Regions from separate parts of the Mus musculus genome. Here regions 2 and 3 are each linked to region 1. A link is a contact called in public promoter capture Hi-C data. All regions are on one chromosome and are shown on one strand. The core of a region is the stretch at or near the end of the contact, and the rest is flanking DNA. Distances in the headings are between cores, read along the strand shown. Region 1 holds the start of Chchd1 (coiled-coil-helix-coiled-coil-helix domain containing 1). Region 2 holds the start of Gng2 (guanine nucleotide binding protein (G protein), gamma 2). Region 3 holds the start of Kcnk5 (potassium channel, subfamily K, member 5).

What was found. Promoter capture Hi-C pulls out the DNA fragments that hold promoters and counts their contacts.
Region 2: a promoter capture Hi-C map of pre-B cells shows a contact between it and region 1, with 2.3 times the contacts expected there. The contact joins the promoter of Gng2 here to the promoter of Chchd1 in region 1. A contact is called at or near these places in 1 of 39 promoter capture datasets (pre-B cells) and 1 of 115 datasets of contacts at active chromatin or transcription factors (effector CD8 T cells).
Region 3: a contact with region 1 is called in a promoter capture Hi-C map of fetal liver, with 4 times the contacts expected there. The contact joins the promoter of Kcnk5 here to the promoter of Chchd1 in region 1. A contact is called at or near these places in 3 of 39 promoter capture datasets (fetal liver, liver and pre-B cells) and 1 of 115 datasets of contacts at active chromatin or transcription factors (effector CD8 T cells).

What each region holds. Positions count from the first base shown.
Region 1 is chr14:20,700,839-20,704,721 of GRCm38.p6, forward strand. It overlaps Chchd1 (coiled-coil-helix-coiled-coil-helix domain containing 1), which reads left to right and starts at 2,189. Exons shown (of 3, transcript NM_025366.3): 1 at 2,189-2,359; 2 at 2,452-2,570; 3 at 3,283-3,587. The coding sequence starts at 2,236. The coding sequence ends at 3,396. 6230400D17Rik (RIKEN cDNA 6230400D17 gene) reads right to left here and starts at 2,261. Exons shown (of 1, transcript NR_029446.1): 1 at 1,174-2,261. Gm25328 (a small nuclear RNA gene) reads left to right here and starts at 685; the gene lies at 685-791.
Region 2 is chr14:19,975,573-19,979,455 of GRCm38.p6, forward strand. It overlaps Gng2 (guanine nucleotide binding protein (G protein), gamma 2), which reads right to left and starts at 1,677. Exons shown (of 4, transcript NM_010315.4): 1 at 1,386-1,677.
Region 3 is chr14:20,180,180-20,184,062 of GRCm38.p6, forward strand. Kcnk5 (potassium channel, subfamily K, member 5) reads right to left here and starts at 1,603. Exons shown (of 5, transcript NM_021542.4): 1 at 1,088-1,603. The coding sequence starts at 1,273.

The DNA of each region.
Region 1 (3,883 bases), core at 939-3,438:
GCACCATCACTTGCTGCAGGTTATGGGTACTCATGGTACCCATGGGTACTCGTGGTAGAGGTTTGTAATAGTCTTTTATTTACTACCAGAGTATGGCTAGAACACAAGTGTTACTGTGTTTATTTTATCATCTCAGGTTTCATTTTATATAATAAACTGATTTTTCCAGTGTCTTCTACATGGTTTCTTTATTACATTTGTTTATTATGTGTATGTGTGTAGTAGCTTGTACTACCCTGTACTTGTATATATCATAAGAGTCAGTTTTCTTTCTGCCATGTGGTCTCAAGGACTAAACTCAACAGACTTAGTGGCAGCACCTCTATTCACCAAGTGAGCCATTTTGCTGGCCTGTATTTGCTTATTTTGGGGGATTGAGGTGATAAAATTGGAGACTTGTAAAAAATAATGGTAAACACTTTTCCTTTCTCATTTCATTATTTTATTTATTTTTTGTTTGTTTCATTAAGGCAGGGTCATGTTATATGGCCCTGGCTTGCCAAGTACTCATTATATGTAACTTAGGCTGGTTTCAAACTCTTTAATCTGTCTCCTGCCTCAATTTCCCAAGTGCTTGGATTGTAGGCATATGCCACGCCTGGCATAGCTATTTTTAGCATGAACAAGATACACAAAGGCTCGTCTCATTTTAAACATTTAAGAGATATTTAAAAATATTTTTCCGTGCTCGCTTTGGCAGCCTATATACTAAAACGGGGACGATACAGAGAAGATTAGCATGGCCCTTGCACAAGGATGACACGCAAATTCGTGAAGTGTTCCATAGTTTTGTAAAGTGGATAAAAAAGATTTGTTAGCAAATGCAAATTAAAGTTTGGGAAAGAAAAGAAATTTACCCATGTGTGCGTTCGAGGTGTTGGTAGAAGTAATTATGAGCCCTGCAACGTGGATGCTGGAAACCAAACAGTCCTCTGGAAGAGCTAAAAACACTCTTTAAGCACGGAGCTACCTCTCCAGACCCTGAGCTAGCTAAGATTTCAAAGTAGATGTTGGGGTACATAAGGTCACAAACAATATAAATGTGTGTGACAATAAAAAAGGTGCCTTGATGGCTGCCGGTAGGGTGTGGTAAGAGAGGGAAAACCCCTCTGATGTGAACCCAGTGTTAATCTTGGGATTCGCCAGAAAAACGAAGTCCACCATTTTGGGCTAAATTTAAAGCAAGCTTTATTAGATACTAAATACTGACCAAAAGATGGACTTTTTGGTCAGGCCCATTCCTGGAATTTCCCTCCTGAATTAGCTATGTGACTCCGGAAGAAAGGCATCCACGTAGGCTATCAAGGGAGAATTCCAAACATCTGAGGTAAAAAATGTCAGCAAATATACCTTGCTCTAAAGTAGACATCATATAAACTACAGGACTGCTGGATTCCGCTTCCATTAGCAGAAATGTCTTGAATTCATTTGCAAATACCAAAGAATCTATATATAGCACATCTTTTGATTCGGTTTTGTAAACAGTTAAGTCAAACACTCAAGTCCAACAAATCACAACTGGAGGTCTATAAAAAGAAGTGATATAGTTGCTCTAATATTAAATGTTGTGTATGTCACACGTAAATGTTACAACGTTCACCCTACTGTGCGATCATTCCAAACGAGTAAACAGTATCTACCTAGCAGTCCATGTAAGAGTTGTAAAAAGCAACCATTTTATTATTTTGGTTTTTCTGCTACAGAGTTTCTCTGTGTAGCCCTGGCAGTCCTGGAGACCAGGCTGGCCTCAAACTCAGATCCGCCTGCCTCCCCGCCTCCCCGCCTCCCCACCTCCCCAGTGCCGGGATTTAAAGGCGAGCGTCACCACCGCCTGGCAAAAGGAATCATCATTCTCACAGACTTGTTAAAACAAAAGTCCTTTGCAATCCAAAATCCTTAACTCCAGCCCCACGGGATCCAACGCCTTCCCCTGGCCGCCACGGACGCGGCACTCACGTGGTGCCCACACGCAGACACCGACTCACAAATAAGTGGCAGCCGCGGACACGGGGCCCCTGAATCCTGCCGGGTCCCGAGCACGCAAAGGGCGCGCACAACCTATAGCATCCTAACCTGCTGTCGGCTGCCGGCCCGACGGGGTTCGAATCCAGTGTCACCGTGAGGCCAAGACCCGGAAAGTGCGCGCACAGCTGCCCGTTGTCCGCACGCCAAGCGCGTAGAGGTCAAGAGGGGTCACGCACGGCGCCGCGGAGCCTACTGGGAACGCTGTGCAAAATGGCGACGCCCAGTCTACGCGGCCGCCTGGCGCGGTTTGCGAACCCGGGAAAACCTATACTGAAACCCAACAAGCCTCTTATCTTAGCTAACCGCGTCGGGAACCGACGTAGAGAAAAGGGAGGTGAGCACTTGGAGCGGGGGCGGCTAGGTAATCTCGGGGGAGAGGTGTTAGGTCGCCCTGTGGCTGAAGGTCTCCCAGTTCTTCCCCTCCAGAGGCAACCTGTATCACGGAGATGTCGATGATGATGGCTTGCTGGAAGCAGAATGAATTCCGCGACGAGGCGTGCAGGAAAGAGATCCAGGACTTCTTCGATTGTTCTTCCAGGGCTCAGGTGATGTCTGGCTCCTAGCGTGCCTTCTTGGGAAAAGAAAGGGGAATACAAAGAAATGGTTCAAGCCGGGCGTGGTGGCGCACGCCTTTAATCCCAGCACTTGGGAGGCAGAGGCAGGTGGATTTCTGAGTTCGAGGCCAGCCTGGTCTACAAAGTGAGTGCCAGGACAGCCAGGGCTACACAGAGAAACCCTGTCTCGAAAAACCAAAAAAAAAAAACCAAACGCAAAGAAATGGTTCACACCGCCCTGTGTTAAATTATGTACAGAGTCTCCCATTCATCTGTGACTGGCTCACCCTCACCAAAGTGAGAAAAAGCTAAGTTTTGTCATAGGTTGATCTTCACTAATTTGCTAGCCAGAATAGTAGTTTGAGATGATAACAATCATTTGTACATCCCCAATCCCTTTAAATCCCCTTTTTGTTCCTTTGGGTTTTTTGTTTGTTTGTTTGGGGTGTGTGTGTGTGTGTGTGTGTGTGTATGTGTGTAAGTGCTTGCGTGCTTGAAAATGCAGGGACACATCTGTGGGCACCAGTGCTGTGTGGTGGCCTGAGGTAAACGTCTGGAATTTTCCTCCATTCCTCTTCCACTTTATTCCTTGAGGCAGGGTCTCTTGGGGTTTGGAATATTATAAAAATTATGGGTCTAGGTCAGAATAAGCTAAAGAACTGTGACTTTGTTTTTTGTTTTCTGTTTTCTGTTGTGTTTTCAGGAAGCCAGGAAGATGAGATCAATCCAGGAGTCTCTGGGACAGTCCGAGAGTTTATCTCCCCACAAGATGACCAAGTTGTTACAGAGATTTCCCAACAAATCTCATCTCATCTGAAAATGGAGAAATATTTTCAATGAACTCTCATTTCCAAAAGCTATACAGAGAGGCACGTTTGGGAGGTTTGCGGTTTGCATTTGCATTGCTACGAGTTTTTGAAGGGTAAAATGAGGCAAAATACTTAATTTTGCTCTTTTGAATGAATCGTATTCTGGATGCTGTCTTGAAATAAAATCCTCTAAAAAGAAGTTGGCCATTTCTTCTAATTAGCTGCTTCTCCTCACACCTCCAGCCCCATCCTGAAGAGGAATATCTCTGCCTTTCCCTTCACTGGGCAAGCACCCAACCTCTGAGCCAACCTGAGCACGTCCTTTCTTGGGCTCTATAATCTCCCCAAACCCTGGAAGTTCTTTATTCCTGGGATGCTCTTCATTTCCTTTCTTTTGTTTTGTTTTTGTTTTTTTTTTGTTTTTTTTCTTTTTCTTTTTTGAAAGAGAGTTTCTCTGTGTATTCCTGGCTGTCCTGTAACTCACTCTGTAGACCA
Region 2 (3,883 bases), core at 427-2,926, 730 kb before region 1:
TACAGCAACTCCTACACATGCTCAGGAAAATAGAAATTTATTTCTTCAGTGTCCATGAAAGCTTCCTGTCTCAGAAAATGCACCGCTACTCGACAAATTCTGAGAAGCTAAATGAATTTCATAAAGGTGACAAAACAAAACTGAATCTCAATTGTGTGGCTTCTTCAACTGACAATGGTTTTATCACAAAAGTACATATTTTCTCCACTGGTATTATTTGGACCTTAAAAAAAGAAACTTGTATTTTAATAATTCATGAGTATTCAAACATGCCATTTTATTGTTTTCATTCTACCACACGAAGCTCTTTCTTTGCTTTGAAAAACTATCTCCTTTTATTGTATATAAAAAAGTAAAAATCATTTTAATCAATGCTTTCTTATGCTTAACTACACTTTTGTTGAAGATTTTTTAAAAATTATGACACAGTTTATTAAACTGTTTATCCTACATGTTCTGCCAAAAAAGCCCATAATCTCAGTTCAAGCCTGTTAGACCTCTTTATTGTACTTTTATATATATCACTCATAAACGCAAACCAGTTACTATCCCAGACTCATTATCAGCATCCAGTGCTTAAGAAAATTTACAGAATAAAAACTGTGTTCTGATTGTATTAACTCAGTGTACAGCATACACAGACAAGGAAACAAACCAGCTCACTTCGATATTATCTCTGTCTAGAATTAACAATCGTTTTGATCTAGAGATGGATAAAATTCATACAGGCATAAAATCCATTTACACACCGGTATCCGATTTTCAGCAAGTTATAGGCCGGCCATGGTCCTTTAAATAAGGATGCAACTTTAGGGTAAGACCTACTAACAAATGGTAGCAGCAAGGAGAGGAAGACACTAGTTCCTTAGAGGTAAATACTGGCCCCTCGCTCTCGAAATGCGAGCCTTTGTTGGTAAAAATCTATGTACAAAAGAACCCAACATCCTCACAGCCAAACCACAGCCATAATGTTGCAAAGAGACGGCTCACCGAAATACATACGTATATGAGTGTGCTTAACATCTTTCACCACTTACACCCCAAAACAAGGGTCTGCCACGCTCGGGTGCCCAGACTGCAGCTTCGCACCCCAGCTGACTGCAACTCAGCCCTGTCGGTCTGCTGAGCCAGCTAAACAAACCACTTCTTACATTCAGCTTGTTTTCCTAAACACTGAGGGTGGTTCCCCACACCCTGAACAAAATGTGTCACAAATCTGACCATCGTTCTCGAAAAAAAAAAAAAAAATTAAAATCCCATCTTAATCATTTCCCCCAAGCCTGAATCAATGTTCCTCGCTTCCCTAAGAAATCCACCCCAAAACCCACAAGCATGGTCACTTCATCTCAATTCAAAAGGAGCTACATGGAAAACGTGTCCTTTACCTTGCTTGGCTCCGGAGGCTTGGTTAGAGAGCAGCTTCCCCTGGCGGAGCAGATGGGTGGTGAGGTCGGCCCGCCCAGCCCAAGCCCAGCCCAGCCCAGCCCAGCCCAGCCCAGCCCAGCCCAGTCAGCCCAGCCCAGCGCAGCGAAGCCCTGCCCAGCCCAGCCCAGCCGTAGTAGGAGTTGCCCACCGAGAGGCGTCGTGTGTCTGTCTGTATAGCAGCCCCTGAAGCCCAAGCCTGAGTCCCCACCCAGCTTTGTCTTCAATCCTCATTCCTACAGGAAGCAGCTCATCTCCCACTTCCTCCTCTCTTAGTATCGGGTAGCAAGCCAGCTTTCTCGTTTGCTTCTCCCACCACTTCAGGGCTTCCTCTAAGTGGCTTTGTCTGCTGCTGATGCTAATTTGGCTCTAATCCCCTGGACCCCTTTTTTCCAGCGCCCTTCCATCCCCACTGCACTGTCTTCTCAGTCCTTTTCTTATCTCCCAGCGCTCATCTCCCAACAGTGTCCACACAGTGCCTCAGTGGGTTTCCTCAACACCCAAACTGCTTTCTCATTCTGAACTGAAGCTACTGTATTTATTGGGCCGGCGTAGACTCTGGTCCTGAGATCCGGGGCCAGCCAGCAGCGCCTTCTAATTTACGGCCTATCTGCATTCCCAAGCAGCTTGCAGCCTCTTGCTGCCGAGTTTTTCCTCTGTGGCCAGCCAACCTTTCCGGAGCTTCATTCCCCCAAGGTCTCCCTACCACTGAGATTTTATTTAACCCATATGCTTAGAAAATAATGGCACCCGCAGGACTTCTGGGACGTGTGAGCTAAGCCAAGTCCTGCAATGCTGAGGTAGATCTAGCAGTGAGAACAGTCCGAGGAGAGTGTGAATGAAGGGAGGGGTGTGGTCTGAGTGGCCCGGATTCCCAGTCCAGCCATAGATCCCCTCCTCTACCACCCACCTAATATTGGTAGGGCTGAGGGGCCTCTTTTGCCCTTTGTTTCAGACAATAGGATAGTGTCATGAATAAAGAGAACCATTGTCAGTCTGTCCTCCAGAGTTAAAATCTGAGCTGTCATTCCTGCCTGTAAACTTAGACAAATGACTTAATGTCTATATGCCTCAGTTTCCCCACTTGCAAAAATCATACCATATTTCACAGTGGAAAAATCTGAGAAGGAAGTAAGACCAGACAGATACGTGGTGCTTCAAATAGTTCCCAGAGCAGAGAAAATACTCAATTACATACTATCGGTTATTATTTACAAGAGACTGAAACTCAGGTGACAAGTGGCTCGGACAGTCAACAGCCGGTCGGACACCAGTGTTTGTTCCCCTGGCTTCCCCCAGTTATGTTCACAGCTGAGCCCTGATGCTTGTGGCAACAATTTACCCCAGGTTTGAGTTATTCTTTCTCTGGATTAAGGAAGCACTTTGGGGGAAGGTACATTTTAAACACCAGCAGGGCAGCGAGGAGGGAATCCTTGCTCCTGAAGGGAGGTGATGCATGGTAGTCATAGCTGCAGTTTCAGTACTGTAGCCTGAGACAACAGAATCACTTTGAGCTCAAAGCTCCTCTGAGTTACATGGTGAGACCCTGTCTCAAATGTAATTAATAAATAAATCCATCCTCTCTCAGAAGCCAGGCCTAGAAAGCTAACCTTCTCAAGCATTAGAAGCAATCTGCTACTGTATTTTGAAGGCCCTGTCCTACCTTCACTCACCAGGAGGGAATCTGACAGGAAAATCTAGATTGATGCAGGCTCATCAGCTGTGCCTTCCTCGCACACCCTGGGGACTACCGAATGTCATTCTGGCAGGCGCAAAAGTTACTCTCAGTGAGTGTTCTCAAACAATCCCAAGATTCCTTTTGTTTTGATTTCAAGTTCCATGAAGTTTCTCAGAAATCTTTTTTTATTGTAAGAGACCAGAAATGTCCAACATAAAGTATATATACATACATATATATAAAATAGTGTGTGTGTGTGTAATGCTAAGCCTAAGGGGGGGGGGAGGTCTCAAAAGTTTGGGGAAATTATAAAAACAAGACTTTGGTCAATTTTAAACCAAATTTTAAATCTTTACTTTTAATCCAGCTAAGAGACTCTCCTTCCCTCCCTCCCTTTCTCCCTCCCTCCCTCCCTCACTCCTCTCCATGAGAAAGGGGTTGGTATTTCTATTAAGTTTTTATTTAGAAAAAAATCTTTTAAACAAGAAATCACTAGGAATTTGTGCCTGCCTCCTAACGTATCCCCTCTACTCTGGTCATAAACCTCCCAGGAGATTCATCTGCCGGGCTCCAGGAGAGACCGACCAAACTCCTCAAACTAAAAACCCAGATTTTAAGATGTCCCCTTCCTGTCATTAGCCTCATTGATTTCTGTCCCAGCAGCTTCTTCTTTCAGGAGGCAAGAGTCACGTGTGGGTGTGTAGCTCCTCCAGGGGAAGAGATTAATCCAGCTTAGAGTTGGAACACAAGCATACGAGGCCCTGACACCCGGCCTACAATGTA
Region 3 (3,883 bases), core at 353-2,852, 520 kb before region 1:
CAGGTTTGTTCCCATTTGACAAAACAGGTAAATGAGGCTGGAAAGTGAGAGGCATGAGACAAGTGGAAAGAAGTGGGGGCTGATGTCGATCAGATCTATAATGATTTGAACAGTCTACCCCTGCTCCAGTTTAATCCTACCATTATTGTTAGAAGGCCAGGAACAGGATGGATGGATGCTTGGGGCTGAGCCCTCAAGAAACAGAGAAGAACCTCTGACCCTAAGTTGGCTCAAGGTTCCAGTTGAGATGGTCAGCCAAGTTTACCATGGTGAGGTCAATGGTCTACTGGGTGTGTGCATTCTCAGATAAGTGACTCCACAAGCTAACATCAGGGAAACATCCCCTCACCCACACTATCCTCGCTCCCTAAAAGGGCACTACCTGAATTTGGGTGTTCGTTTGTGCAACCTGCTGTTTTGACAAAGCTTAATTCCGAGTCCTTGAGGGATGGCTCAGCTTGCTAAGACTTCATGGAAGCCTGGGACCGTCCCGAACATTCCAGCCACAGACCTTCCTCCGAGGCACTTAGGATATGTCCGAGCTCCCTGCCCCACTCAAAGTGCAGCAACTGGCGGGTGTGTTTTTGCTCACACCAGGTCTGGGGGCCCTCTGCTGTATTCAAGTTTAGAAAGGTCGAGCGGGCGCGGCAACGGCCCTGGAGCGGGAGGTGGTGACGCGAGGGGTGGCACCCGGCTCTGCTCCCGGACTCCGGGAGCGTCTCCAAGGAAAGATAAACTCCTTTATCCGCCCCACAGCCTCCCTCCAAAGAGGGAGGCACCCGCACACCCACACTAAGCCACCGCGGGGCCCAGTTCATCCTGGAGTCAACCCCAAGTTCTCTCGGAACTTACTAGGTACTGACCAAGTCTGCGCGCGTGGGGGAATCTCCCTGTCCCTAGACGAAAGACACAGATCTTTGCGACCTGACACCTGATGAGGCATTTTCTCCCGCCACCCAGGGACTTCTGGTTGGGACTGGGGGGTGGGGGGTCGTCTTAAACTGTAGGAGGGAGTATCCCCTTCAATACCGCTATAGTCCCAACAGCTTCAGATGCATGTGGAGGATTCTGGCGACCGACGGCTCACCTGTAGGATCTTGTCCAGTCCCTCCTGACTCAGGCACGGAAACTCCTTGAGTAGATGCAGTTTCTGTGTATAGTAGTTTTTCTTGGCCTCCTTCCAGTGTGGCTCCTCCAGCACTTCGAAGATCGCTGCCCCGATGGCCAGGTAGAATATGATGGCCGAGGTGAGTAAAGGACCCCGGTCCACCATGACTCTGGAATGGCCACCTCCTGGAGAAAGAGTCCCCTAATTCCAGCAGCTCCGGGTTCACTCGTCCTGCAGCCCTGGACACAGCTGTTTGAATTTGGAGCTCCGCATGCGCAGTGCCCGGTACCCCCGCGCGCCGCTCCCGGGACAGTTGCTTGGCCAAGTTGGCTCCCTGAACGCGGGGAACTGCGTGGATCACGTTCTCACAGGCCAGGGTGAGCGCACATCAAAAGGGGGTTGGGGCCACCCCAATCTCTCGATCCTGAAGGGTAGGGTGAAACTCAGGACCCACACCAGCAGACACGTGTGCCGCCTCTGCGCGCGCGACAGTACGCCCAGCGCGCCTCCGCAGGGCTCTTTAAGCAGCTCTCAGCCCGCCCGCTCGCGCCAGACCCTGAAAGGGGTGGAGTCCATTCGGAACCCGCCCCTGGCCCCGCCCAGCGCGCCTGAAGTCATTACACCAAACACCGGGTTCTCCAAGCTCCAGGCCAAGGCTTCATGGCCCCACCAGACTTCCAGGAGCCACACAGTCGCGGGATTTGCGGTCTGCGGGACTCCAGTTGCGTATTAGAAATCGATATAATTCGCTAAAACGGTCATGCACCTTACTGCTGAGGTCAGAAATACATTGCCAGTGTTACTATCACATCCAGATGTTTCCCCAATTATTCCTGGGGCTCACACACTTACTTATCTGACCCGAGTAAGGAGATTGGATCTGAATTAGGATTACTGGGAATTAATCCCAACCACAAATGGGTGAAGAACCCATCCCAGGTCATCTGTGTTCGCGACACTTCTGAGAGAGGCGACAGACAGCCACACCCACATTACAAGGACCTCTTCCTTACTCCCAAGCCTGCTTAAAATTACAACACCACTTCCCCCTTACCCACCCCAGCTGGAATATCTACTGGAGAGACTAGAAATGCTTTCCACTCGGTGATGCATTTATCCACAGGCCTGTTAATAGCGATAAACACTCAGACCAGGTGTGGTGGTAGTGTGCACATTTAGTCCCAACTAGAGAGGTATACCAACTTTGTCTACATAGGGAGTTCTAGGCCAGCCAGGCTACACAGTAAAACCTTCTCTCAAAAATAAACAAATACTTGATAATAGGCAGAAGATGTGAATACATCTGTCAAAACTCGTCTGAGTTACTCCTCACTCTGCTTGCTTCTCTGAGCATTTATAAACCCTGGGCAGACGACATGTTTTTGTATCGTAATCGGGGGTTTGTCGTTAGATCTACTTTCCAGGAAAGAAATGGAAGCTAGGCAGAGCCATTTGGGCAGCCTCCACTGTCTCAAGTCAGGGGTGCTGACTTGTGTGCCAGAGCCACAGCCTGCCCCTGACCTCTGTGGCAGCAGATGCAACAGAGGCCAGAGTCCCTGGCACTACCCCCTCCCCAGGGCCTTTTCCTTCTGTGGGTGATTAATCGTCACAGGCCGAGAGTTGCAAGAAGGTTGTCTGTGGCTCTTGAAATCTTGCTGCATCTGCAGAGCTAAGGATGGCTCCACACTGCTGATCAGTCAATCATTTAGATAGGGTCTCCCTGTGTAGCTCTGGTTATCCTGGACCTCGCTATGTAAACCAAGCTGACTTTGAACTCACAAAGATCCACTCCCTACACTTCCCAAGTGCTGGAATTAAAGACATGGCCACCACCTCTGGCCTTCAATTGTTTGTAGCTCTTGTTTGAAGATTGTGAACATGCCCTGAGGGAGAAGTCTGAGCAGGAAACCGAGAAAACTCAGGTTTCTAGGGCAGGAGAGATGGCTTGTCAGTTAAGAGACTGACAGCCCTGTCTCGAAAAACCAAAAAAAAAAAAAAAAAAAAAAACAGAGAGAGACTGACAGCTATTACAGAGGACAGAGTCTCATTTTCCCTGTAACTCCAGTTCCAGAGTATCCAATGCCTCTTCTGAGCTCTGTGAGCACACACACACACACATAATATATGTATATATGAAAATTCAGGCTTTCTAACTTTGTGTCCCAGTGCCTGCTTCCTTCCTCAGGGTACTTCCATACAAGGCTTGCCCTGGGCCAGGCCGCAGGATGATGCTTTTCCACTACACAGCAGCAGGCCTCGTTGCCTGCCCTAAACAGATTTTTCTCTACCTTTCTGTAACACCTTCTCTCTCCAATATTCCCGATGTGGTCTGAACCCCAATCTCACAGCCTTCAACTGGCTGTGGGGGCCACCAGACTTCTGTCCCAAGCATGCCCAGACCTTTTCATGGCTGGAGCTCACCCCCCTAGTTATAAGGTCGGGGGCTGCATGGGGTGTGAACACTTCAATCAACATGTGGAAAGCAGCGGTTAGGCGATCGATCACATGATTCTCCTGAAAATTCTCTGCCATTTCACTTCCCTGGCAGCTGAACTCTTCCTGGGAAGGAAAGGGGCCTCTCTCCCCTTATTTCCACTTCACTGCCTCACAAAACACACTGAAGCATACAGTAAGATGAATTGATCTTTATTCAAAGTGCTCTCTCTCTCTCTCTTTCTCTCAGTATATGCATGCATGGAGGTCAGAGGTCAGCCTCAAGTGCCATTCCTTAGGTATTCTCCACTTATTTTGTTTATTTTTATTTATGTGTCAGCG